Linked DNA regions of Mus musculus: regions 2, 3 and 4 are each linked to region 1. Evidence: chromatin contacts called from public HiChIP or PLAC-seq and promoter capture Hi-C data. All regions are on one chromosome and are shown on one strand. Each heading gives the region's core, a stretch centred on a gene start, on an enhancer-like site or on the middle of the called end of the contact. The rest is flanking DNA. Distances are from core to core; before and after follow the strand shown. Region 1 holds the start of Gtf3a (general transcription factor III A). Region 2 holds the start of Ptcd1 (pentatricopeptide repeat domain 1). Region 3 holds the start of Zfp655 (zinc finger protein 655). Region 4 holds the start of Slc7a1 (solute carrier family 7 (cationic amino acid transporter, y+ system), member 1).

Region 1 (6,030 bases), core at 2,367-4,866:
CTAAGCCAACACATATTTTTGTTATGGTGTTTTGTAACATGCATTTAATTTTTTGTATTTGGTTCAGTGTTTTTGAGATGGGTCTCTCTCTCTGTGTAGCCCTGGCTCTCCTGGAACTTATAGAGATCCACCTGTCTCCACCTTACGAGTGCTGGGGTTAAAGGCCTTCAGCCCCACAGCCAGCACTTTTTAATCACACAGTTTCTGTGGGTCAGGAGTCTGGTCACGGCTCAGCTGGTTTTTCTTTTCTTTTCTTTCTTTTTAAGATTTACTTATTTTATTTTATGTATGTGAGTACACTGTAGCTGTACAGATGGTTGTGAGCCTTCATGTGGTTGCTGGGAATTGAATTTTTAGGACCTCTGGTCAACCCCACTCGCTTAGTTCCTGCTCGCTCCGGCCCAAAGATTTATTTATTATACATTAGTACACTGTAGCTGTCTTCAGACGCACCAGAAGAGGGCATCAGATCTCATTACGGGTGGTTGTGAGCCACCATGTGGTTGCTGGGATTTGAACTCAGGACCTTCAGAAGAGCAGTCAGTGCTCTAACCACTGAGCCATCTCGCAGCCCTCATCTGGTTTTTCTACTCAGTGTCTCTCCCAGGCTGCAATGAAGAAATCGGCCAGTGTTGTGGTAAATCTCCAACCCCAGTAAGCCAGTGTAAAAAACACACAACTCAGTTACAATATTTATAAGCTGAACGCCTAGATTGGGCAGGTCTACTACCACTACTCTATTCCCCAGCTATGAGATCCATTGCTATGAGGCTTCTCCAGGCCAAGTGGTTCTGCTCCACCGTCCTTCTACCTCCTCTTCCTCCATCTTCTTCTTCCTCCTTCTACCCTACCCCCCAAAAATCTCTAGTCCCACCTTTTCTTTCCACTGCCTAATCACAGGCTCTAGCCTTTATGACCAGTTAAAATGGGGAGAATGTTCATGTGAAATCACTTGAGTAGTGATCTAGTTGAGTTGGGGCAGCCCTTCTTGAGGAAGCAGAATTAACATTAGAATAAAAACAGCACAAGGGTTAAACCACAACAGGCCAGGGTTAAAATGTTTTAATGAAGGACTGACTGTGGCAAAATCCTCTAGGGCTTTAGGGCCTGGGGTCTTACCTGGCTGCTGGCCAGAGGTCACGGTTAGTACTTTACCATAGAGACTTCTCCAACACAGAAGCTTCAAAAGTGTCCATTGCCAAGAATTTCACTGGAGGCAAGGAGGAACCTTCCTCAGAAAGATGGAAATGCCATGCGAGCTACTTTACACAGGGCTAAGTAATTAAAACACAGTAGCTCACACAAGGTCATCATTTCATACAATTCTTACAACTGTGGGCCACAGACATTATAATTGTTATTTGCAGAAAACATGGATTTCAGAGAAATTAATTAGTTAACTCTGGTCAATTCAGAAATAGGGTGCAGAGTCAGGTCGCAGAAGCCCACGCCTCTGACTTACACCGGGGCAGCTGAGTCACCATTACACCTAAGCATTTCTACGCCCTCTCCTTTCCAGTTGTCTGGTTACCCCCTCAAGACCAGACACCTGACTTTGTTGATGACAATGGCCTCTTAGTGTGCATTTAGTATTTCAGAACTTTCTTTCCCATCCACTATATGGCCACTTCTTCTTTAGTATCATATTTATCCTCTCAAGCGTTGGATTAAAAAAAAAAACGATCTCTATGATTCTTTCTAATCATAGACAATGCTAGAGCGGGAAGGAGCAGCTTCTGGAAGGGACGTCTTCCTCAGTTGTGGGCTGTGGTGTGGTGAGGGCTAAGGGTTCTCAACGTGCCACCCGGTGACACGTCAGCCGGATGGGAAGGTCTTGATGGAATAAACAGAGACAGGATGCAATCTGGAATTGTTTGTGGGAAGAATAACCCCGAGTAGCAGAATGCTCTTCATGAAGTTGAGGATGAAGTGAAGTCTCCTTGAATAGCCCTGTTCTGATGGGATCATAGCTCTCACCCACCCTGCAAACCATGTTGGGTTCAGCATTCAGGAGTGAAAAAGATCTCCAGCCACTTTGGATGAAGGCTAATAAATGAACTTCACTAGCTGGAATAGAGATGCAACAGTTCTAGCTATGGCTTATGTTTATTTGTTTTGTTTGTTTTATTTTTTTTGAGATAGGGGTTCTCTGTGTAGCCTTGGATGTCCTGGAACTCACTCTGTAAGAGCAAGCTGGCTTTGAATTCAGAGATCCACCTGTTTCTGCCTCCTGTGTGGGGTTAAAGCCATGCACTACCACTACTGGGCTAGTTCTGTCCATGTTCATGACTCACAATCTGCCCCCCTCCCCCAAACACACTCCCCATTCCCGAAACTGGTATGTTAGGGTCTGGAAAGAACCTGAATCCTGGCTGGGTCCCATATTGTCTAACCAGGGTTATCAAGCAGGAGGAGAAAAAGAAGATGAAGAAGTCCAGGCTGCTTGACTGAGACCAAAATCCTTGGAAAACAATGGTCACAGGGGTGGGATCTCAGAATCTTCTAGAAGCTCATCTTCAGGGAAAAGGAGAGACAGAAGACTGGAGCTGAAAGAAGAGTGTCCGCTGATGGGGTAGAGCAGACAAGAGAGTGAGAAAGGGGAAGAGGGACTGGAAGGAAGGAAGAGCCGGCCAGCAATCTGCACATGCGCATGGGGCATGACTACAAGGAGCAGAGGGGGCCGTGAGCATGAGATCCCAACAGGGCCGCACAGAGAATGACCTGTCAACAGTGTTGAGACCGCCCTCCATTCAATCCTTTTTCTTGTAGATTAGTTTGACTGGAATAAAGTACATTTTAACCTTCTTCAGTAAAGATATTCATTAAAAAAAAAAAAAAAAAAAAAAAAAAGCTGGGTGTGGTGGCGCACGCCTTTAATCCCAGCACTCGGGAGGCAGAGGCAGGCGGATTTCTGAGTTCGAGGCCAGCCTGGTCTACAAAGTGAAGTCCAGGTCAGCCAGGGCTATACAGAGAAACCCTGTCTCGAAAAACCAAAACCAAACAAACAAACAAACAAACAAACAAGCTTTAAGATTTCCCATGGTTGTCGTCATCCAACTAGCAGAAAGATCGGTTCTGCCCTTCATTGATGCACTACACTTTGCCAGGGAGGATTCGAATAGGGTATTTTCCAGTCTCTGCCATTACGGAGATTAAATCAAGATAAGGGAAAGAGGAAATCCCACAACTGAAAACAGCGTCAAACACTAGAGGACTCAGTGATACAAAAGGAAAGTTGACAAAACACCAGCACAATTGCTGTCAGAAATTAAGGTTTAATTGGTCCTGGTTAAGTTCTGGGCTTCGGAATTTTGAAAAAAAATTCCACGTGACTCGAAGGAGCAGACAAGCTTGGGATTCACCATGTCCTGAGGCTAGTGGCAGGATGCAGAGGGCAAAACTGGAATGTGAAAAACAGGCCACCTTAAGTCATGTCAGGTTGATATTTGGGACGTTTAAGCAGCGCTTCCGTTTCCCTAAGCCGCGAAACCAGAGCCCAGAGCCTGGCTGCCTCTCGCCGTGGACGAGTCCTGGATGCGCATGTGCAACCGGGCTCTACGGCCTCTGGGAGCATGCGCAGTCGTGGCGCGCGTGGGGGGGGGGCTAAGGGGCGGGGCCTGGAGCCTTAGCGGGCCGCGTTCCCGGAAGTTCAAAGTCTCCGGGCGCCAGTGGCTTGCGTCCCGCGTTCCCGGGGACGGCACGTGGCTGCCCCGCGTCAGCCCGGGCCCGATCGTGTCGCCCTGGAGCCGCGGGTGTCAGTCGCGGAAGCGGTGTCGTCGCTGACCATCGCGGATGCGTTCGTCGGGGCCTGTGAGGGCCCCGCGCCGCCGCGCCCCGCGCTGCCCAGCAGGTTCATCTGCTCCTTTCCCGACTGCAGCGCCAGTTACAACAAAGCCTGGAAGCTAGACGCGCACCTATGCAAACACACGGGGGAGGTAACCTGGCCGCCCGTGTGCACGGCAGGGCCTGGCGCAGGGGCTGCGTCCTGGGCTTGGCTGGGGCAGGGCAGGGCAGGGCAGGGCAGGGCAGGGCAGGGCAGGGCAGGGCAGGCGCTCTGCAAAGACCGAATTCTAGGATGTCAGGATTTCCTGCAAGCAACAAGTGTGCACCCTTTTAATTGCAGGCGGGCTTTGGTCGGGTACTAAGGCTGTGGGTAAAGGTGGTCAGGAAAAGCCTTCCTGCTTGGCCCTTTACCCTGGTTCTTATATTTGGTTGTACCCTGGTCTATCTCTTGACAGACTTACCAACCCACTGTTGTCCCTCATAACATACTTTGTAACTTTATCCCTGTTTCTCTTTGACCATTCTGTTCCCACATTTTGGCCTTTCTTTGTCCCTGTGTCCGAGGCAGAGCTTGCTTTCTAGTGGACACTTAAAAGTTGTGGTTCATCACCATCATCATTATTATCATTGTTTTTTTGAGACGGGGTTTCTCTGTGTAACTCACTCTGAACTCACTCTGTAGACCTGACTGGCCTCGAACTCAAAGATCCACTTGCCTCTGCCTCCAGAGTGCTAGTATTAAAGGTGTGCACCACCACACGTGGCTTTGAAGTTGTGTTTATTGTTCCAAACTCGACAATAATTTGATTAGTACGGGTCCTGCCCTGGGACTGGATCTGAACAAGGTTCTTTGACGCCGTGCTGAGCAGTGTGGCTCACTTGTGTCTTCCTGTCCACTGGCTGTGATTGAAGGCTTGATGCCACCTTTCCTGTATTTCAGATTATTTCCATAGTTGGGAAACACAGAACTGGATGTTAGGATATGATATAGCTTTACTGTGGATTCATGACAGCATCCCCTTCCCCACCTCCAGGGTCCCACTTGGAGATTGTGTTTGGGGCTGGGAGCTGTTTCCTTCGGTTGCCTTTGCACCTGTGAGCTTTTTCAGCTGTTGTGACACATTTAACTGTCTCTGTGCCTGCTATCTCTTAGTATGGACACAGGTCACCTGCGATGAGATGCAACCTTTCCTCTGCCTCTTTGCTGTAAAATGATGCTGTAGCAGAGATCTGGGCAGACAGGCTATCTGGGTTCAAAGCCACCTTGAAAAGGGGTTTGCTGGGGAAGCCTGCACCCCATAGGAGCAGGCTAACCTGCCTATCAGATGCTGGACATCCATAGAACAATAGCCTGTGTGCCACGGTGACTTGTGGGACGATGGGGTGTTTTTGATGTGGAACTTGGTTCTACAGTGCCTGTGTTTGGCAGGCACCTTTCTGAATGGACACGTCTCTGGAGGGAAATCTGAGGTGTTGCCTGCCACAAGTCAGACTTTTAACAGCACAGAGCTGAGGAGATGGCTCAGTGAGAGGGGTACTTGCAGCCCGACCTAGGGACCTCACAGGGTAGAAGGAAAGAAGTCACTCTGGGAAGATGTCCTCTGACCTCCACGTGTATGCCGTGGTGCAAACATGCCCCCCTTCCCCAACAGAAATCATTTTTTTTTTAATGTAAAAACTTTCTTTTCTCCCCCCTTCCTTTCTGCTAGAGGCCATTTGTTTGCGACTATGAGGGCTGTGGCAAGGCCTTCATCAGAGACTACCATCTGAGCCGGCATGTCCTGATTCACACCGGGGAAAAGCCGTTTGTGTGAGTAGGGGGTTGGCCAGGCCAGGCCAGGCCACTGGAGTAGGTTATGGTTGGCACGTAGGCCTGGCAGGGTGACTGGTGATTTTTAGGATGAAGAATAGAGGGCTGGCAGGTGAAATGGCTTAGCGGGTAAAAGTGCTTGCCACCACACTTGACAACCTGAGTCTGACCCTCAGAAATGTTGTCTGTGGCTCAGACTGGCTTCCTTTCCTGTCACACGTGGGCGAGCAGGTGACTTTATGACAGTGGTAGCTTTGTGCTCAGATGATATACAGTCCATGTCCCTTGACTGTGTCACGGAATGGCCTCTGCTGCTTTCTTTTTTATCTTCCCCTGTATGCTTGGTACTTGTGGAGACCAGAAGAGGGCATCTGAGTCCCTGGAATTAGAGTTAAAGATGGTGACAGGGCACCATGAAGGTGCCAGGAACTCAGCCT
Region 2 (6,030 bases), core at 2,619-5,118, 1.8 Mb before region 1:
AACAAAGCAAGACTCAGGTGGCAAGTAATGGGGGATTTATCTGGTTATAAATAGACAAGTTGGGTTATAATAGTCTCAGAACCTGCCCGGCAGTTTAGGCTTGCAGCTGGTTAATAAAAATGCCAGGTTTCGGGCTGAAGAGACGGCTCAGTGATTAAGGACATGTGCTATTCTTGCAGATGACCCGAGTTCAATTCCCAGCATGCACATCAGGCAGCTAACTCCAAAGGATGCTCCTAACTTCAGGCACATGGACATATTACATACATACACAGATAGACATATAAATAAATAAGAATAAAAATATTTTTAAAAATACCAGGTCTCTCTGTCCTTTATTTATGAGCTAGGTGGGATAGAGTGGGGCAGAAACTCACTTCATCCTAGCACTCAGAAGGCAGAGACAGGTGGGTCTTTGAGTTTGAGGCCAACCTAGTCTACAAGGTGAATTCCAGGACAGCCAGGGCTACCCAGAGATACCTTATCCAAGAAAAAAGACAAAAATAAAGTTTAAAAAGTATTTTAAAAATAACAAATAAACCGGGTATAGTAGTTTATGCCTTTAATCCCAGCAGAGGCAGGTAGATCTCTGAATTCAAAGCCAGCTTGGCCTATATAATGAGTTCTAGGACAGCCAAGAATGCAGAGACAGAGATCCTACACCAAAAAAATAATAAAAACCAAACAAATAAAATAAGCTAGATCCACTACTATGTGTCTGTAATCCCAGTACTTGTGAGTCAGTGGCCTCTCTGTGAGTTCCAGGCCAGCCTGGGCTACATAGTGAATTCCAGTTTAGCCAGGGCTACACAGTTAAGATTGTGAAAAAGGTATAAAACAATAAAATAAGCGGGGTACTGGTAATCCCAGCACTCAAGAAGGGGAGACAGGAAGGGTGAATGTTTTAGGCTGTCCTGAGCTACAAAGTGAGTGCCAATCAGCCAGGGCTACCCAGCAAGACAGCCTTGAAAGAATGAAAATTAGTTAGAGCTGGCAACAGTTTAGAGGTCAAACTGTTAAGAGAAGAATAAGTCATGAGCCCAGGAAATGTGATACGGACAAGAAGACTAACGGGATTACCTCCATGTACTGAGTTAAAGATAGGTAAGGGGCTAGCAATATGGTTCAGCAGAGAGAGGCGCCTGCAGCGCAAGTGACCAGAGTTCGATCCCTGGGCTGTGCATGAAGGTGGAAAGGAAAAGCCAGCTCTATACGTCGTCCTCTGGGCTCCACATGTGCACCGTGGCACACACACTCACACTTGCACCCAGACAGCAATAACAGAGATCCAAGGACTGAGTAATGAACACCCCAGCTTCAACAGCTGAGAAGGCTGCACTGCCCCACATAAAATGCCAACCCAGCAGAAGGAAAACCCCAAGGTTCTCATGTAAAATGCCTACCTGTTTACCAGTTCTCTTAACTCCCTGCCTGCCCTCCGCTCAGTTTCCAGCCCAGCCTCTTCCTCCCTCAGTTCCCCAACAGTCTGCTTAAACATTCCCTTCCCAGTAGTTTCCCCAATGCTAGCAGCTCCAAGCCATAGCAACTGTGCTAGCCTATCTGCTCAGCTCAGCTCAGCTCAGCTCAGCTCAGCTCAGCTCAGCTCAGCTCAGCTCAGCTCAGCTCCTCCTGGCTCCACTGTCTGACAGTGTCTTCACTAACTGCCTTCTCACTCTGCTAGTCCCCACCCCCGGCTTTATATACATTTCCTATCCCGTTCCCAGAAATCCAAGGGGCATCCAACACTGAAGGTCATAGGGTTCTCCCAGCTAAGAATTCTTAAAGGGCCAGGGACACAAGATGAAATCACAGCACACTCTCAGACCTTTCCTTCCTTGATCAGACGTTTGCACTGAAAGAAGTACCAGTACTGAGTGTTCCTCCGGCCCCGCCACGGTCTGGGCTCCAGTTCTTCCTCCTCACCACCCTGTTCCTTGAGCTGCAGGTTGTAGAGCTGGGCCGTTGACTTGTGGAATATCCTCCGGGAGGAGAATTTGCCAGAGAGGCTCCCGAAGCTCTCTTCCTCTGCCTCCTCCTGGGGAGCCACAGTGCTGAGCTTACTGGAGTCAGAGCAGAGGCTGCTCATTTCCTTCTGGTTCCCGCTGCCCAGGGGCAGCGGGGAGGAGGAGCCGCAGAAGGCAGCTCTCAGCCGTGCAGGTCCCTCCCTGCCTCCTGTCCATCGGGTTGATCCAACAAGATCCAGGTGTTGAAGGACAGACAGTCCTATGGGGCGGGGACCGGAAAAGAGCCGGGAGAGTCTTAGGAGGTCCATCGCTGGCTGCCTCGAGCCCCTGCAGCCTGAAATCAAGAAAAATAAGGAAACCGCATCAGACGCCATATAAAAAGTCAGAAAGGAAGGGCTGGCGAGATGGCTCAGCGTGCTCTCCGAAGGTCCTGAGTTCAAATCCCAGCAACCACATGGTGGCTCACCCATAATGAGATCTGACCCCCTCTTCTGGTACATCTAAAGTCAGCGACAGTGTACTTACATATAATAATAAATAAATCTTTGGGCTGGAGTGAGGGGGCCTACTGGTGCAAGCAGGGCCTACCAGAGCGAGCAGAGGTCCTAAAAAATTTCAATTCCCAACAACCACATGAAGGCTCACAGCCATCTGTACAACTATAGTGTACTCACATACATTAAATAAATAAATAAATAAACAAACAAATCTTTTTTAAAAAGAGTCAGAAAAGAGAGACAAGTTTACTCAGAGGGTAGGCTCTGAGTTAGGAAGACCTGGCTCTGTGCAGGGTGGGGAGTGGGAGATCAGTCAAACTTACTATCTCAGCTGGGTAGAAAAGAGTCAGAAATTCAGGGTCACCCTCAGCTATAATGTCAACTTCAAGACCAGCCTGGGCTTCATGAGATTGTCTTTAAAAAGTAAGAGTAAGTCGTGATGGGCCATGCCTTTAGGCCCTGCACCAGGGAGACAGAGGCAGGAGAATTTCTATGAGTTCAATGCCAGTCTGGTCTACAACTGTGAGTCCACGCTACTCAGGGCTACCTAGAGATCCCCAGTCTCGACAACAACAACAAGAGGCTCAAGAGGGTCTCAGCAGATAAAGGTGCTTACTGCAGAGCTCGGTGACCTGAGCTTGATTCCTGAACATACTTGGAAGGACTTGTGGTACAAGCTTTTCCCTAATCTGCACTCGAGTGGTGTGGAAGGCACATATATGCACATGCTCCCTCTCACAGAGCTACACCCTCTCACCCTCGCATTCTATTTTTATTAGGCTGTGCTGGGCCTGCTTACTTTGAAGCCCTTTAATAAAAAAACAAAACAAACAAACAACAACAAAAACAAGACATAATAACAGGGAAAAGAGGTATGACGGTATTTTGAGGCTTAGCTCTACTAGGTTGACTCGCTCTCCAGGGTCTCATGTAATGCAGTCTGGTCTTGAGCTTCTGACCCTTCTGCCTCCACTTGCCAGTTAGTGGGATTACAAGTCTGTACTAACACTACCGGCTTATGCGGTGGTGGGGCAAGCACTTTACCAACTGAGCCACACCTCCTGCCCCCTTACCCGACTTTTAAACGTCTGCATTAGAGCTACACCCACAGAGAGACCTGGGACCCTAGGTCGCCCCTTGCTTCCTCTCCCCAGGCCTTTAGATCCTCCGTTTTCGCATCTGAGCTTGGACAAAGTCCCTCAGGTCCAATTTCCACCCGGCTTCCGGGTTTCCTATGAGGGTTGAACAGAAACTCACTCTGAGCGTTCTAAGCGGCGAGCCCCTAGTGAGACGTCCTCAGAGTCGAGGGACCGCGGCTCCAGAGACAGCGTTCCTGCCCTCAGCACAGACTACGGAGATCCCGCGCAGGCGCACTTGCGTCGCCGCCTCTTGTGTAAGATACAGAACCGAAAGAAACAGGCGATCGGTCGGCGGCTAGTCAGGCCTGAAGGAGTGGCCGGACTCTGAGCTCCGTTGGCTGAGTCTGGATGGGAAAAAAGGGCCGGCGCGGGCTCCAGCGCTCCCGGCATCCCTCGCGGGGCGGCGGCTGCGGCGGCGGCGGTGGCGGCAAGCGAGAAGGGGACGGGGAGAGGTAGCGTGAGTTGCGGAGAGCGGCTGAGAGACCTGAGGGGGAGCTGGGCCCGAGGCCGCCGCCGCCGCCATGCAGGAAATAATCGCCAGCGTAGATCACATCAAGTTCGACTTGGAGATCGCCGTGGAGCAGCAGCTCGGGGCGCAGCCGCTGCCCTTCCCCGGCATGGATAGTGAGTGCGGGGCCCGGCGGGTGGGTGGGCGAGTCTGATTCTGACCAGAGGTTACCCCAGCCCTGGGCCCTGGAACCCGGGACCCTCGCCTAGTTCCTCCGCTTCCGTCCTGGGACTTCCCGGTGTCACTTGAACTCGGGGAGACCTTTCCTTGGATCCTTGATCCCCGGGGACTGCTCCGTGGCAATCCTCGGGACAGCAGGACTGTGTCGGTTGTTCGCGTAATTCTCCAGTGAACGCGTGTCATCCTGAAGTGGAACTGCCTTCTCCCATCCTGCTCCAACTTCAGCAAAGTCTTAGAATGTCCCCCATTTCCACCTCTTAGCGTGCTCCTCTCTACTTTCATCAGAACTAGGCGGTAGAAGAGTCTGAGTGTATCTGACTGTCGAAGACTCCAAGTAGACCCTCATATTCCAGGCTTGCTTTAGTCTAGCTCCTGGGAAATCCTTCCCTGTCCTGGAATTGTCCGTTTTCCTCACTACCCCACCTCCGGGTCACCTGTCCCAACTCAGGCCCCCAGCGAACCTTTAGACCGAGCTATATTTACTGTCCCTCTTCATGTGATGAGATGGTTTTCCTGTTCTGGTGGGATATATCTTCCGTTTGGGGGAGCTGCTTCAATTCAGACAGAACTGTCCTCTTTGGCCAGGTCGTCCTTGCACATATGTCTACTCTTTGTTGTTGTTGTTTTTCGAGACAGAGTTTCTCTGTATAGCCCTGGCTGTCCTGAAACTCACTCTATAGATCAGGCTAGCCTTTTAAGCACTAGGTTTTTACTCAATTTGATGGCACTGCCTTGAGACCATGGAACATTTGTGTGGGGCAATAGATCCACAAACCTGTGGAGGCAAGTGTGCACTTGAAGTAAAGATTTGGGTTTCTTTAAAAAACACAGAAATAGCCGGGCAGTGGTGGCGCACGCCTTTAATCATGGCTCTTAGGAGGCAGAGGCAGGTGGATTTCTGAGTTCAAGGCCAGCCTGGTCTACAGAGTGAGTTCCAGGACAGCCAGGACTACACAGAGAAACCCTGTCTTGAAGGGAAAAAAACAAAAACAAACAAACAAAATCCAGAACCCAGAAAACTACAGAAATAGGAATATATTTTTATTTTAATCCCAGATATGGGATCTGGGGCTGCTTCAGATTTTCCATAGCAGCTGACTATGATTTGCCTCATTCCTTAGCAGGAGTGTGATACTGCCAATGGCAGATAGTTTTTGCCATTGTGTGGCATTTGGAATTCGGAGGACTCTTAAGAGGGTATATAAATGCTAGGGCCCCAAGAATGTGGGTTGTTGGTTGGTTGAGAGTTGTTAAGTAGTTGTGCACAAAAAAGGAACAACAAGAAATTAGATACCCTGACAGCAAAGACCAAACTTGCTCCCTAATCATCCGGGAGCAGTCTAACAATGACATCACCCCCTCTCTCCCTTCCATCCTTTTTTTCTCACCTATCTAGTGTTAGGGGACTAGAAGGGTGGAAGATAAAAGAACCCACAAAGTAGCCAAAGTCTCCCTAGGAGAGCCAGGGATGTGCATAGCATGGGTACCTCCGAAGCTCAGGTCCAGATTTGGTAGGTGCCTTGCTGGGCCTTGACATACCCAACACAACCACAAACAAGAAGTGCGTGCTGAGGCACCTTCCATTGCAGCCACTCAGTGATGGCTCTTGCCTTTAATCCCAGCACTCAGGATGGAGGGACAGGCAGATCTCTGAAACTGAGGCCAAGCTGGTCTACAAAGCAAGTTCTAGAATAGCCAGGGCTGTTACACAGAGAAACCCTGCCTCTGGGGAAAAAGAAAAA
Region 3 (6,030 bases), core at 1,076-3,575, 1.7 Mb before region 1:
CTCCCAAGTGCTGGGGATTAAAGGCATGCGCCACCACTGCGCGGCTGGGTTCTTCTTTTTTACACTCTTTATCCCTGGCCCCAGTTTCACCCCTTGTCACTCCATAGGCGAGAGAGAAAGATAGGGTGGCCAGAGAGAAGTTAGATTCACGGAACTCTATCTTTCTTCTTGTTTCTTCCTTGGGCACAACTACTAACAAACCACAACCAACCTACCTGAGTGACCAACAACCAACCATGCCTAGTGGGGCCCTAGCATTTATATACCCTATGAAAGTAGCCAGAATTTCAAATGTCTCACAATTGCAGAAACTACCTGCAGCTGGCAAAACTATGCTTTTGCTAGAGCCCAAGGCAAACCACAGTCAGCTGTTGTGACCAGTTTGAAGCAGCCCTATATCCCCACACCTGGGATTAAAATGAAAAGACATTTTTATAATCTCTCTCTCTCTCTCCCACCCCCACCACCCTCCCCCCTCCCCCCTCCCCCTGTATGTTTAAAGAAACCAAAATTCCAGAATTCTTTCTACAGTCTTGGAACTCACTCTGTAGACCAGGCTGTCCTGGAATTCAGAGGTCTCCCTCCTGCCTCCAGGGTGCTGGGATTAAATATGTGCACCACCACTGTCTGAGATACACACAGACATTTTAAAAAACCCTATTATGAGCCCTGAGCCCTGGTTTCTTTCTTCTTTCCTCCTCCTTTCTTTTCTTCTTCTTCTTTTTTTTTTAATTAAAAAAAATTTTGGGGTCTGGTGAGATGGCTCAGTGGTTAAGAGCACTGACTGCCCTTCCAGAGGTCCTGAGTTCAAATCCGAGGAACCACATGGTGGTTTATAGTCATCTGTAATGAGATCTGACACCCTCTTCCGCTGTGTCTGAAGACAGCTACAGTATACTCATATACATAAAATAAATAAATCCTCAAAAAATTTTTTTTTGATCAGGGTGTATGTAGCCCCGGATAGTGTAGAACTCACTATGTAGACTAGTCTGGGAACTCACAGAGATCCACCTGTCAGGTATAGACCACCACATAGGCTACCACACCTGTTGTGGGCAGTTTTTTTTTCCCTTAAGATTTATTTTTATTTTGTGTGTGTATGTGTGTGCATATGTGTGCACTGTGCCAAATGTGTGACAGGAGCCCAAGAGAGACCATCCAACCCTCTGGATTTGGAGTTACACTGGTTGTGAGCCACCGTGGGAACTAGGAACTGAGCTCCGGTCCTTTGCAAGAACAGTTAGGGCTTTTACTTGGTAAGCCATTTCTCCAAGCCAAATAATTTTTTATATGTGTATCCTTTGCCTGCATGCATATATGTTCACCTGGGGTGGTCAGCGTCTCCCATGGTCAGAGGGCATTAGATCCACCTCTAGAACCTAGTGACAGGGTTGTTAGCCACAGTTTGAGTTCTGGGAACTTAGCGAACCTTTGTACTCTGGAAGTGCAACAGTGCTCTTCAACACTGAGCCACGTCTTCAGCCCTTGGGCAGTATTTTAAAATATTTGATTTATGTAGCAGTTGTTCCTAATACTAGATAATTATAAGATTGTAAATTACAAGATTCTGAGCTTCACTAATTTCCAGGGGAACAAAATTATGGGAGTCTTGGCTTTGCATCTACTATTGCAAAAATAGTTGAGATAATCAAGCTTGAGGAGAGATTTTTGTGTCACAGTTTCAAACAGTTCTCAGTTAAACTTGCTCCCTTTGTGTCTACAGTGAAGCTGCACACAGCGAAGAACTCCTGTTGGAAGAAGTTGCTCACCTCATGGTAGGCAAAGAATCAAACATGAAGGAAAGGGTGGGACTCAAAGTAGGGCCTGACAGGAAAATCTTGGTGACCTTGGGCGAATCCTCTTGGGGAAAACGTTTGTCCCTTCCAGGCAGGGCAACACCTAGTATGTCCCTTTCTGTGGGCAATTTGGGGTCAGGCACTTCCTAGGAGAAATAAAGCCGGACCAAACCAGTATTAGACACGAGGGTGGTATTTCATCTTCTGCTTAGGAATCCTCCTGCACGCTCTTGCGGCCCGGGAGGAGTCGGGAGTTCTTTCCCAACCTCTGTCGCCCTCCTGGTGTAAGATGCGCCCTAATCAGCAGGGAGGGCTGTGCGACCTCGAGAAAGCGAAGCACAACAGCAACTAAGGCCTTATCTAGCGATGCTGCGGACCCCACCCACGAGACCGCATCCCGTGTCCGTCAGCTGACAGCTCGACCCGGGACACCCTCACCCCTGCTCTTCATCCGGGAACCTCACCCGGGACCGCCCTCCCGTGGACTTCCGTCGCCGGAAGTGACGTAAGGCGTCAGCCTTCTGGCAGTCGAGAGAGTGGCCCCGGACAGGCTGGTGCAGCTGAGCGAGGAGCGCCTCCGTGACGGGACAGTCTCCAGGCCCGCCTCTCCACCTGGGTGAGTCCCGGGGAACCGTTGTCGCGTCGCCGTGGGAGCGACCGCTTGTTTGGCCCGCGGGGCGGACGCGCAGGAGGCGCCGCGTGCGGGCTGACGGCTGTTCCCGGAGCTGGGGCGCGCGGAAGGCCGGGCTCGCGGCCCTGTTTTCCCCTCTTCCCGGGTTCGTCGCGGAGCCCGGGGAGCCGGGGTGGCCCCGTGGTGCGAACCCAGTGGCCGGGCCCGGGTGGCAGCTCGGTCTTGTGGCCCGCTTCGCCCTCTGGGGACCGAACCTTTGCCCAAGAGAGAGGTAGGCGGAGGGTGGCTCTGGGCGAGGCCTGCGGACGGGCCGGGAGCCTGGCGGAGGGCGGTGGACGGTGGACGGTGGACGGAACCCGGGCTCGTCCTTGGATCTGAAGGACACCAGGCTCCTCGCAGCCCTCCCTCGTGCTGCGCGCAGGTGGCTCGACCAGCCTGCCCTAAGGGTCTGTCTCCTAAGTGAGTTGTATCATTATTCATCGGGGCCCATTGAGTAATGCAGAACGGCCTTACCGCTTACCACATGATTCCTAAGGGGCCTGCTTTTGAGAAAAACAATGAGTAATCTTATCTGGCGTGTTTCACTGGGTCTCAGCTTGAGCCTCTAAATTACTTAGGACGCTCCATGGAAAGGTTTACGCAGTTGTACTGTGTTGAAAAAAATTCTTTTAATGGTAGCTATTTTGTTGTTGTTGTTGTTGTTGTTGTTTTGGTTTGGGTTTTTAAAAGACAGCTTTGAGGCTAACCTTGAACTTCTGAACCTCCTGTCTAAATCTTCCGAGAGCTGGGATTACACGCCCAGCGATACACACACACACACACACACACACACACATATATTTTAAACCACAGATTTGGGATTGTTCAGTAGAGTCTGAGTAATATCGAATTCTTACACCTTCCTGTTTGGGTTTTAAGTTTTGAAACCGAATGGTACTCATGTTTGTTTTTTTGTGAAGGGGGAGGTTGTTATGGATTGAAGGTAGGGCCTTGTGCATACTAGGAAGTACTCTACCCTTAAATTACAGGCATCTCCTGCTTCTGTGTTTTTCTTTTTGTTTATTTTGGTAACTTTTTAGGTTTTAAACCCTTCTTGGGCCCTAATTACCATGCACTTTACTTAATTACATTTAGAGAAACTTAAGTCTGTGGACTGTGACAACTAAAATCTAGTGGGGCTGGGTTTCTAGACAGGGTTTCTTTCTGAGGCACTGGCTGTCTTGGAATGTAGATCAGGTTAGCTCCAAACTCGTGTCTACCTGCTTCTGCCTCACCAGTGCTGGAATTAAAGGCTTGTACTACCACCTTCAGGCTGGTTTTTTTTTTTTTTTTTTAAAGTCTGCTTTTAGCTGAGTGTGGTGGTGCTGGTCTTTAATCCCAACCCTTAGGCAAGTCTCTGTGAGTCTGAGGCCAGCCTGGTCTTCAAAGAGCATCCAGGACAGCCAGGGCTTTGTTGCACAGAGAAACACTAGCTTTAAAAAAATGTCTTTTTAACAAAGTCTATCATATATAGAATAGTTTGCCAAGTCCTGAGAATATGAGATTATGGGACATTTTAACTTACTAAGCAGTTCTTCTCACTCTCACCCTGCAGTGATGGTCATTGTCCCCTGAACAGGGATGGAGGAGGTAACATCCCAAGAAGCCGCAGAGTCACCCAGGGGCCACTTCCAGCCTTTGGAGAACCAGTCTGAATGTCTTTCCCCAGAGCTTCGGTTTCTGCAGGACACGGACATGGAGCAGGGATTCAGTGGGGGTAAGGCAGAGACCACACTTTCTTCAAGGAGAATGGGAATAGTAAGGGGCCCTGGCCTGACATGAGAGAGGCCAGGGTCTTGAATAAGAAGGTGGGCCTTAGTGGAAGAACTGGAAGGGCGTGGCAGGTGTGAGTCCTTGGCTTGGGCCCTGTGGTTAGGGTAGCTAGCCTGTCTGTAATCCGCCCATCACCCTGCTCTGGCCTTGAGAATATGAGCTTCACTGCAGACACCACAACCAGAATGACTTCTAACAAAGGCTGCTTTTGCCATGTCTCACTAGCTTACCTAACGCAGGCCTCGGGGACTCCCTGGGTTCTCTTCAGTCTGCCTCCTCTCCTGGTGATCTAGTGTGATTTGCTACCTGCCATTCTTTTGCAACTTCAGTGTTCGTGAATAATCCAATTTTGGTCAAGAAAGCAACCATTTAATTTCCTGTTTGAACACAGTGTCTCTTTACATGCACAGATGTTACATCATATTAACTATCTATTCACATACATATATTAAATAGGTAAGTGTTTCCTCCCCTTGAAATAGGATCCTGCTAATGTATAGGTAGCCCTGGCTGGCCTAGTACTATGCGGCCCATGATTTGAATGAATCTTGTCTCGGCCCCCCAGCTACATTGGGAATGTAGGCATACAGCATCATACTTAGCTGCTGGTTTTATTATGTAAGAACTATGTCGTAGTTCTTATAGATCAGCACCAGTGCCTGAAGGAACTTGTATGTCAGCAACACAGATGGAGTACCATTATGTGGAGGGTACTGTGTGGGACATTGTTGGAGGGTGTAAAGGATTGTGAGGAAACATGACTGTTTTTGTTTCTACAAGCCGCACACAATAGCTTGCAGAAATAGTGCCCAATAATAACATGAAGGCAGAATGATGTTTATAGTAAATGGTATCTGGAAAAATGTCAGAAGTTTGCTGAAGACCCTGGCCCTATCATCAAATCCTTCAACTTTTTTGTGTTGTTTGGGTCTCTCTGCATAGCCCTGGTTGTCCTGGAATTTGCTAGGCCAGTCTGGCCTTAAAGTCAAAGAGATCCACCTGCTTCCACCTCCTGAGTGCTGGCATTAAAGGCTTACACCACCACACCCAGTCCCCTTCAACTCTTCTTCAGAGCCTTAATGTAGAGCAGGTTGGCATTGGACTGCTATGCCTTGGTGACTGAACTTCTGATCCTTCTATATCCACCTAGGTGCTGAGATTACAGTTGTGTGACACCTTGCCCACTAGATGGTGCTGGGGATCAAACCCAGAGCATCATGCATGCCAAGCAAGCACTCCACCAACTGAGCTATGTCTTCAGGCTTCTTTTTGCTCTTGTTTCTGGTTTTTGAGACCACATTTTTCACTCTGTAACCCAGGCTGGCCAGGAAATGCTGTCTGTCTGTCTGTCTGTTTTGCTTTGCTCATCACAACAGGTATAATGCTTGCCCTTCTATAGAAGGAATGTCATGCCATGAGGATTAAGTGCGATTCCTAGTAAAGTCCATATTACAGTCCTCAGTCTGTGTAAGTAGGAGCAGCTCCCAAGGAGGAGTGGGCATACCTGAGACCTGGTAAATGTTGACTTTACTGGAACACTGACGTGAAGGAGGATGCAACAGACATACCTTGGGCAGGAGAAGTGTTCTGAAAAGGGAGCCCTGTGGAGGGGCTGCTCTCACTCTTGGCTCCTTTCTCCTCCCTCAGCTCCACCTGTTCCCCAGGTGCCTGCTCTTCCCCATGAGGGAAGCCCAGGAGACCAGGCAGCTGCGCTCCTGACAGCCAGGTACCAGGTGAGCTGAGGGACCCTCTGCTTTTCCTCAGGGTTTCTCGTTGCTTGAGTGTGGC
Region 4 (6,030 bases), core at 1,299-3,798, 1.5 Mb after region 1:
TCCCCAGCCCCACCCCACCCCCAAGGGGCCAACTATGAAGAAAACACTAGGGCAGTGGTTTCCCAACCCTTTGGGGAGTAAACAACCCTTTCACAGGGGTCCCATATCAGATACCCTGCATATCATATATTTACATTATGATTCATAACAGTGGCAAAAATTACACTTGTGCAGTAGTAACGAAATCATTTTATGGTTGGCGGTGACCACAGCAAGAGGAACTGTATTAAAGGGTTGCAGCACTAGAAAGGTTGAGAGCCACCGCTCTAAGGTCTTATCTATAGGTCCTGCCTGGAGTGATGACTAAGAACCAGATGAAATACCAAGACATTTCAGGAGATGCCTGTAGGTAACATGGCACAGATATCCAGACAAGCACCAGGTTACCGGGTATTTCTTCCCCTAACCATGTCTTCCTTCTTCATACTCCTCCCTAGGATTAGTAAATACTTCTAACTCTGGAGAAAGGCATAATTTCCTGAGCATAATGCGACCATGTATGTAGTTACTTATTTCTGCCGGGCGGGTCTAATGAAAAGAATGCAGGCTTAAACAGCAATAAATGCATTTAATTACATCCCCCCAAAAAAAAAAAAAGTGTCCTGGGGCCTGAGAAAAAATAACCCGGCCTGTCAGGTGCCCACTGTGCAAACCTGCAGCTGAGTGTGCAGGAGACCCCTGGGTACGCTCTCCAGCTCTGCATGAACTGGGATCCGCGCAAATGCCTGTAATCCCAGGGACACAGTGGGAGGCAAAAGGATCAAGGTCATCTTTTGCAAAGTAGCAAGTTTGAGGCTGGTTGTGAAGCTGGGTTGTGGGTGGAGCACAGGGTGAGGTGGGGGTGGGGAGAAACTGATCTACCAAATATAATAATGACCATGTGTCTTAGAAGAGAAATCCCGAAGGGAGCCAGCTTGTCTTCATACCTTTAAAAAATAATAATAATAATCTAAAACCTGTAATTATGGGCCAAGAAAGAGCCCTGGGGCTGTGAGATTCAGCCCTAGCCACTGGGGTATCTCTTATCTCTACTTAACTAGTTCCTTTGGTTTATTCACCCCCCCCCACCCTCCCTTATATACCCTCTAAATTTCACCCTTAAGTAAAACATGATCTCAAAACGCTAAACTTTTCAGAGCTGTTTCAATTCATGGGGTGACTTTCCCCCTCTAAATGTCTATTCTGATCTCGTGAGTCACGCCCTTTTGTTTTAGTGGCAGAAGGGTGTGCTCTAGTCAAAATAATAATTTCCATTGAGACCAACTAAAAATACCAGGGGGATGACTGTGTCGAGGTTTCCTATTATCTTAACCACACATGAAGGGCAAGAAATGTTACAAAAATCCCAATTACCAGCTGACTCCATGACAGCTAAGACAGTCAACCAAAAGATAACGCAGAAGATAACGCTCCGGATTCTAGTGAAAGTTTACTCACCTTTAGAAGAAATACACCTATGGTTGAAACCCTGTCCTCCTGCACGTGAGAGTATAACTGTGGGTGCTGGGAAATGTAGTTTTTTAGTTTGTTTTGTTTTCCTGACAGCACATGTCTGCCTATCCCAGCACATGTCTGCCTATCCCAGCACATGTCTGGCTATCTTAACACACAAGTCCACACAGCAGTGGGCTGGAGCGAGCGACACTGGACTGCTCTGCGGACACCCTTGGCTGGTGACCTGATCGTGCCCAGGAAGTCTTCCACTGGACAGAAACACACGGAGCACAGGTTGTCTACGGAGCCGGAAGAACTTCCTCCCACTCCACACCATCTGGAAGAACAGTCTGTGCAGGCCGAATCGGGTCACAAGGAAAACCCACCCAAGAGGGAGTCCCTCCAAAGGGACCTCTGGAGACTATGAGGCGACCCGGAGGACAGGAATCTCAGGTCTCGGGTCATGCCTGCGAGACCTGACAAGAGTCCATCCTGCGCGCGGCTCGGCTGACGACACTGCCCGGGACCGCGTGGCGGGGCGGGGTGCCGCGCACCGCGCCATGTAAGGGAAGGTCTCCCAGACTGCCGTGACTCCGGATGCCACCCGGGGCAGCCTGCGTAGATGGGTCCCCGCGCCCACGTGGAGCCTACACACGGCGCCACGCGTGGCGGGCGTCACCCGGGTCGCCCGTGTTCACTCCCTCCCGCTGTTGCATCATGCACCACGCCGCGCCTGCAAAGGACCAAGATGGACTCGGAGGAGGCGACCGGAACACTGGTGCCCGCCCCACGCACCCATCCCCCGGAGATGGAGAGGATAAGAAGAACCCTCGCCCTGCCTGAAACGCCACCCGAGGCCACACACACAGACACACACGCACACCGAGGTGACTCAGGCTTTCAGAGCTTCCTGGGCAATCACAAGGATCGCGTACTCACGGAGGAGGCGGCAAGATGTTGAGCTGTGTGGAGACCGCGGGTAGAAAGCCTCTCACACCTGCTAGCTGAGGGGATGGCGCACGCGGGCGGAATCCGAGCCGGTTTCATCAGCCGCGCGCCGCCCTCCGCGGGCCCCACGGCCACGGCCAGTGCTGCGCGTCAGCTTCCAGGGCACCAATGACAGCGCCGCGCGGCCGCGCCCCTGTGGGCGGGGACACCCGAGACCGGGCTTCCCCGCCGGTTTGGGCGCCTCCCGCGCGCGCCCTTGGTCCTCCGCAGCCGCAACTGAGCTTGAGTCAGAGCTGATGGCACAGGCTGAGGGGTGCGAGCCCCCTCCTGGGGAGCCACGGACAGCTGACGACCAGGTTTCTTGCTCCAAACTGGATGTAAGACACATTTTAAAGACTTTTTTTTTTTTTGGACTTAGTTGTAAATCTTCTTTTGACATTGGACTACTTTACGGCTGTGCCCTAGCTAACGCCTTAGCCTCCGCCTTGGTCAGGAAGGGCCCCAGAACCTGCAAGCCTCCCTTTGATACAAGGTAGTTCCTCCACATAGCCAACAGAACAGTTCAGGCAGTTCACACCCGCGGGACTCTCCCCAAGTTTAGTACCCAAATCTAGTCTTCAGGGTTCCTTCTGATCTCTGCTCCAAAATCGAGAACTACAGTCTATAGGGCTGAGGGATGGCTCAGCGGTTAACACTGACAACCCTTTCAGAGGACCCAGTTCTGACTCCCCACATGGGGGCTCACAACTAATCTGTAAGTCTTGAATGTGATGCACAGACATACACAGGTAAACCATAAATATGCATAAGATAAAAGTTTTTATAAAGAATTATATCGAAGCCCGGCAGTGGTGGCACACACCTTTAGTCCCAGCACTTGGGAGGCAGAGGCAGGTGGATTTCTGAGTTTGAGGCCAGCCTGGTCTACAGAGTGAGTTTCAGGACAGCCAGGGCTATACAGAGAAATCCTGTTAAAAAAAGAGAGAGAGAGAGAGAGAGAGAGAGAGAGAGAGAGAGAGAGAGAGAGAGAGAGAGAGAGGAAGGAAGGAAGGAAAGAAGAAAGAAAGAAAGAAAGAAAGAAAGAAAGAAAGAAAGAAAGAAAGGAAGAAAGAGAGAAAAGAAAGGAAAAGAAAAGAAAAAGAGAAAAGAGAAGGTGGATGCTATGTGTGTTCTCAAGTGTGCCTTATCAGTAAAGGGATTCATTGTCAGCCACAGCTGTTGATACTCCCATAGAATTAAACTAACGATGTATTAATTTATATTGCCCAGCCAAAAAGTCTTAATGAATACGTAGAGGGAGGTGGATAGCACTAAAGCACTTCTAACACTTGTAAGATAACATTAAAGCACTTCTAACAGCGTTTGTGATAATAACAAGGCATCAAACATGCTTTGTTTTCCAACAGCCAACAGAAGTAAGTGTCAATCATGCGGTGATGAACTGATTCCTGCCAATCTAGTAGGGAGGTCTCCTGAATCTTTACCAGGTGCCCCCTTCTCACAGAGGGAAACCTCCCATCTTTCAGCGCCCACCAGCTTTGCCTTCAGCACCAGATGAGTATCTGACTCCGAATTCGAACGCTATTCACTGTGTGTCCTCCACAAATCGGCACACTACTGCTTATGAAAATTTACGTTCTCTTAAAAACTGCTTGCCCTGTCCTCGTCTGGGATTTTGGTGTGATACAGGTCCCGTCAAACAAGCTGAAAATCAAAAAACGGAGTCACGGGTAATAAAATCCCACACCAATAAGCTGAAGCTAAACTGACCTCTCAAGAAATTAGGAAATTAGCGATGACCAGTTTATGTAATGATTCTCTGTGCATAAACCCTTAACCAAAAAGAGCAAGCTGGATCAACCAGATATTAGGCAGCTTTTTCTCTATTGTCCCTTCTCCCTGCCTCTACTATGCAGAGACAGTAACTTCTACCTGCTTTCTTCAGCTCATTCCTATCTAGAAGACCAACTTCAGCTTTACTGCTTTTGTTTTGCTTTGTTTTTGTTTTTGTTTTTGTTTTTGTTTTTTTTTTTTTGAGACAGGATCTCACTATGCAGCCCTGGCTCTCATGGAACTCACTTTCTATGGACCAGAATGGCCTCGAACTCAGAGACACATCTGCCTCTGCCTCCCCAAGTGCTGGGGTTAAACGTGTGTGCCACCAAGCCTGGCTACAATTAAGATCTTTAAACCATAGTTTTGTTATTTGACTCTGTGTGTGTGTGTGTGTGTGTGTGTGTGTGTGTTGCACACATATCACATGTCAGTGTTCAGACATGCAGAGGCCAAAACATGATATCAAGTGTATCCTTCTATCACTGTCTGCCTTACTGACATAAAGCAGGATCTCTCAATGAGCCCCCACACTCATCACTTTTTGGTAAGGCTGCCTGGTCAGCGAATGCTTGTAATCTGCTCATTTCTGCCTCCCAGTTTGGAGGTTAAAGGCACATGCAGCCATTCCCAGCTTGTAAAGTGGGTGTGAGATTCAAACGGGTCCTCGTGCAATGCACTCTTACCCGTGGAACCATCTCCCCAGCCCCTGTGATTTTGATCGAAAGCCAACCCTTTGAGCTGGGCAGTGGTGGTTCGTCCCTCTAATCCCAACACTCAGATTTCTGAGTTTGAGGCCAGCCTAGTTTATGAAGAGATTTCCAGGACAGCCGTGTCTACAAAGAGAAATCCTGTCTCAGGAAAAGGTTCAACCCTTTCATGTTTGAAATACAATTGTGGGTTTGTTAAATGTATATGTGTGTGAGCCGGCATGACTTTAGGAGCACCACGTGCGTGCCAGAGACCATGGAGGCTAGAAAAGAGTATTAGCTAGTTACAGGTGAGCCACCATGTGGGTGCTGGGGACTGAACCCAGGAAGAACAGCCAGTCCTATTAACCACTGAGCCATCTCTCCAGGCCCTGTTTTGTTTTGTTTTTTTTTTTCAAACTGGCTTTTGGCTTCCAAACCTTAAAGATATTCCACGTGAAGAGCCAACCTAGATTCCATCTTTCCTAGGGGATTTTTTAGCACAGTTTCCAGTTCAGTGACGCCTCCCATGAAGCAGCTGGCCTCCCACGGAGCAGCTGGCCTTCAGACTGACAAGAGGAATCCCTCAGAATCAGGGCCCATGAAAAGTATCCGGTGCTTTGAATGAAAATGTCCCTCCTAGGGAGGGGCACTAGTAGAAGCTGTGGCCTGTTGGATTAGGTGTGGCCTTGTTGGAGAAAGTATGTCACTGGGGGTGGGCTTTGAGGTTTCAGACACTCAAGTCAGGCCCAGTGTCTGTCTGTCTGTCTGTCTGTCTGTCTCTCTCTCTCTCTCTCTCTCTCTCTCTCCTTCCCTCCCTCCCCCTCTCTCTGCAGCCTATTGATCCAGATGTAGATGTTGCTGTCTTCAGACACACCAGAAGAAGGCATCAGATCTCATTACTGTTGGTTGTGAGCCACCATGTGGTTGCTGGGAATTGAACTCGGATCCTCTGGAAACGGCTGAGCCATATCTCCAGCCCCCAGATGTAGAATTCTCAGCTCCTTCTGCCTGTAGGCTGCCATGCTCCCTGCCATGATGACAATGAACTAAAAACTTCTAAACTCTAAGTCACCCCCAATTCAATGTTTTCTTTTATAATAATCCTGTTATTTGCTAGGCAAGA

The links. Promoter capture Hi-C pulls out the DNA fragments that hold promoters and counts their contacts. HiChIP or PLAC-seq counts read pairs in DNA pulled down with a chosen protein or histone mark.
Region 2: a contact with region 1 is called in an H3K27ac HiChIP or PLAC-seq map of embryonic stem cells, with 3 times the contacts expected there. The contact joins the promoter of Ptcd1 here to the promoter of Gtf3a in region 1. A contact is called at or near these places in 1 of 39 promoter capture datasets (embryonic stem cells) and 4 of 115 datasets of contacts at active chromatin or transcription factors (astrocytes, embryonic stem cells and stem cell-derived neural progenitor cells).
Region 3: a promoter capture Hi-C map of stem cell-derived epiblast-like cells shows a contact between it and region 1, with 4 times the contacts expected there. The contact joins the promoter of Zfp655 here to the promoter of Gtf3a in region 1. A contact is called at or near these places in 8 of 39 promoter capture datasets (the C10 cell line, cranial neural crest, embryonic stem cells and 5 more) and 1 of 115 datasets of contacts at active chromatin or transcription factors (embryonic forebrain).
Region 4: a contact with region 1 is called in a promoter capture Hi-C map of HPC-7-derived erythroid cells, with 4 times the contacts expected there. The contact joins the promoter of Slc7a1 here to the promoter of Gtf3a in region 1. A contact is called at or near these places in 2 of 39 promoter capture datasets (HPC-7-derived erythroid cells and hippocampal neurons).

Annotation. Positions count from the first base shown.
Region 1 is chr5:146,945,041-146,951,070 of GRCm38.p6, forward strand. It overlaps Gtf3a (general transcription factor III A), which reads left to right and starts at 3,617. Exons shown (of 9, transcript NM_025652.3): 1 at 3,617-3,935; 2 at 5,493-5,593. The coding sequence starts at 3,741.
Region 2 is chr5:145,163,236-145,169,265 of GRCm38.p6, forward strand. Ptcd1 (pentatricopeptide repeat domain 1) reads right to left here and starts at 3,869. Exons shown (of 9, transcript NM_133735.2): 1 at 3,719-3,869; 2 at 1,826-2,298. The coding sequence starts at 2,272. It overlaps Cpsf4 (cleavage and polyadenylation specific factor 4), which reads left to right and starts at 3,978. Exons shown (of 8, transcript NM_001291248.1): 1 at 3,978-4,224. The coding sequence starts at 4,122.
Region 3 is chr5:145,229,417-145,235,446 of GRCm38.p6, forward strand. It overlaps Zfp655 (zinc finger protein 655), which reads left to right and starts at 2,326. Exons shown (of 4, transcript NM_028298.4): 1 at 2,326-2,415; 2 at 4,025-4,186. The coding sequence starts at 4,051. It also overlaps Gm6287.
Region 4 is chr5:148,397,356-148,403,385 of GRCm38.p6, forward strand. Slc7a1 (solute carrier family 7 (cationic amino acid transporter, y+ system), member 1) reads right to left here and starts at 2,549. Exons shown (of 13, transcript NM_007513.4): 1 at 2,374-2,549.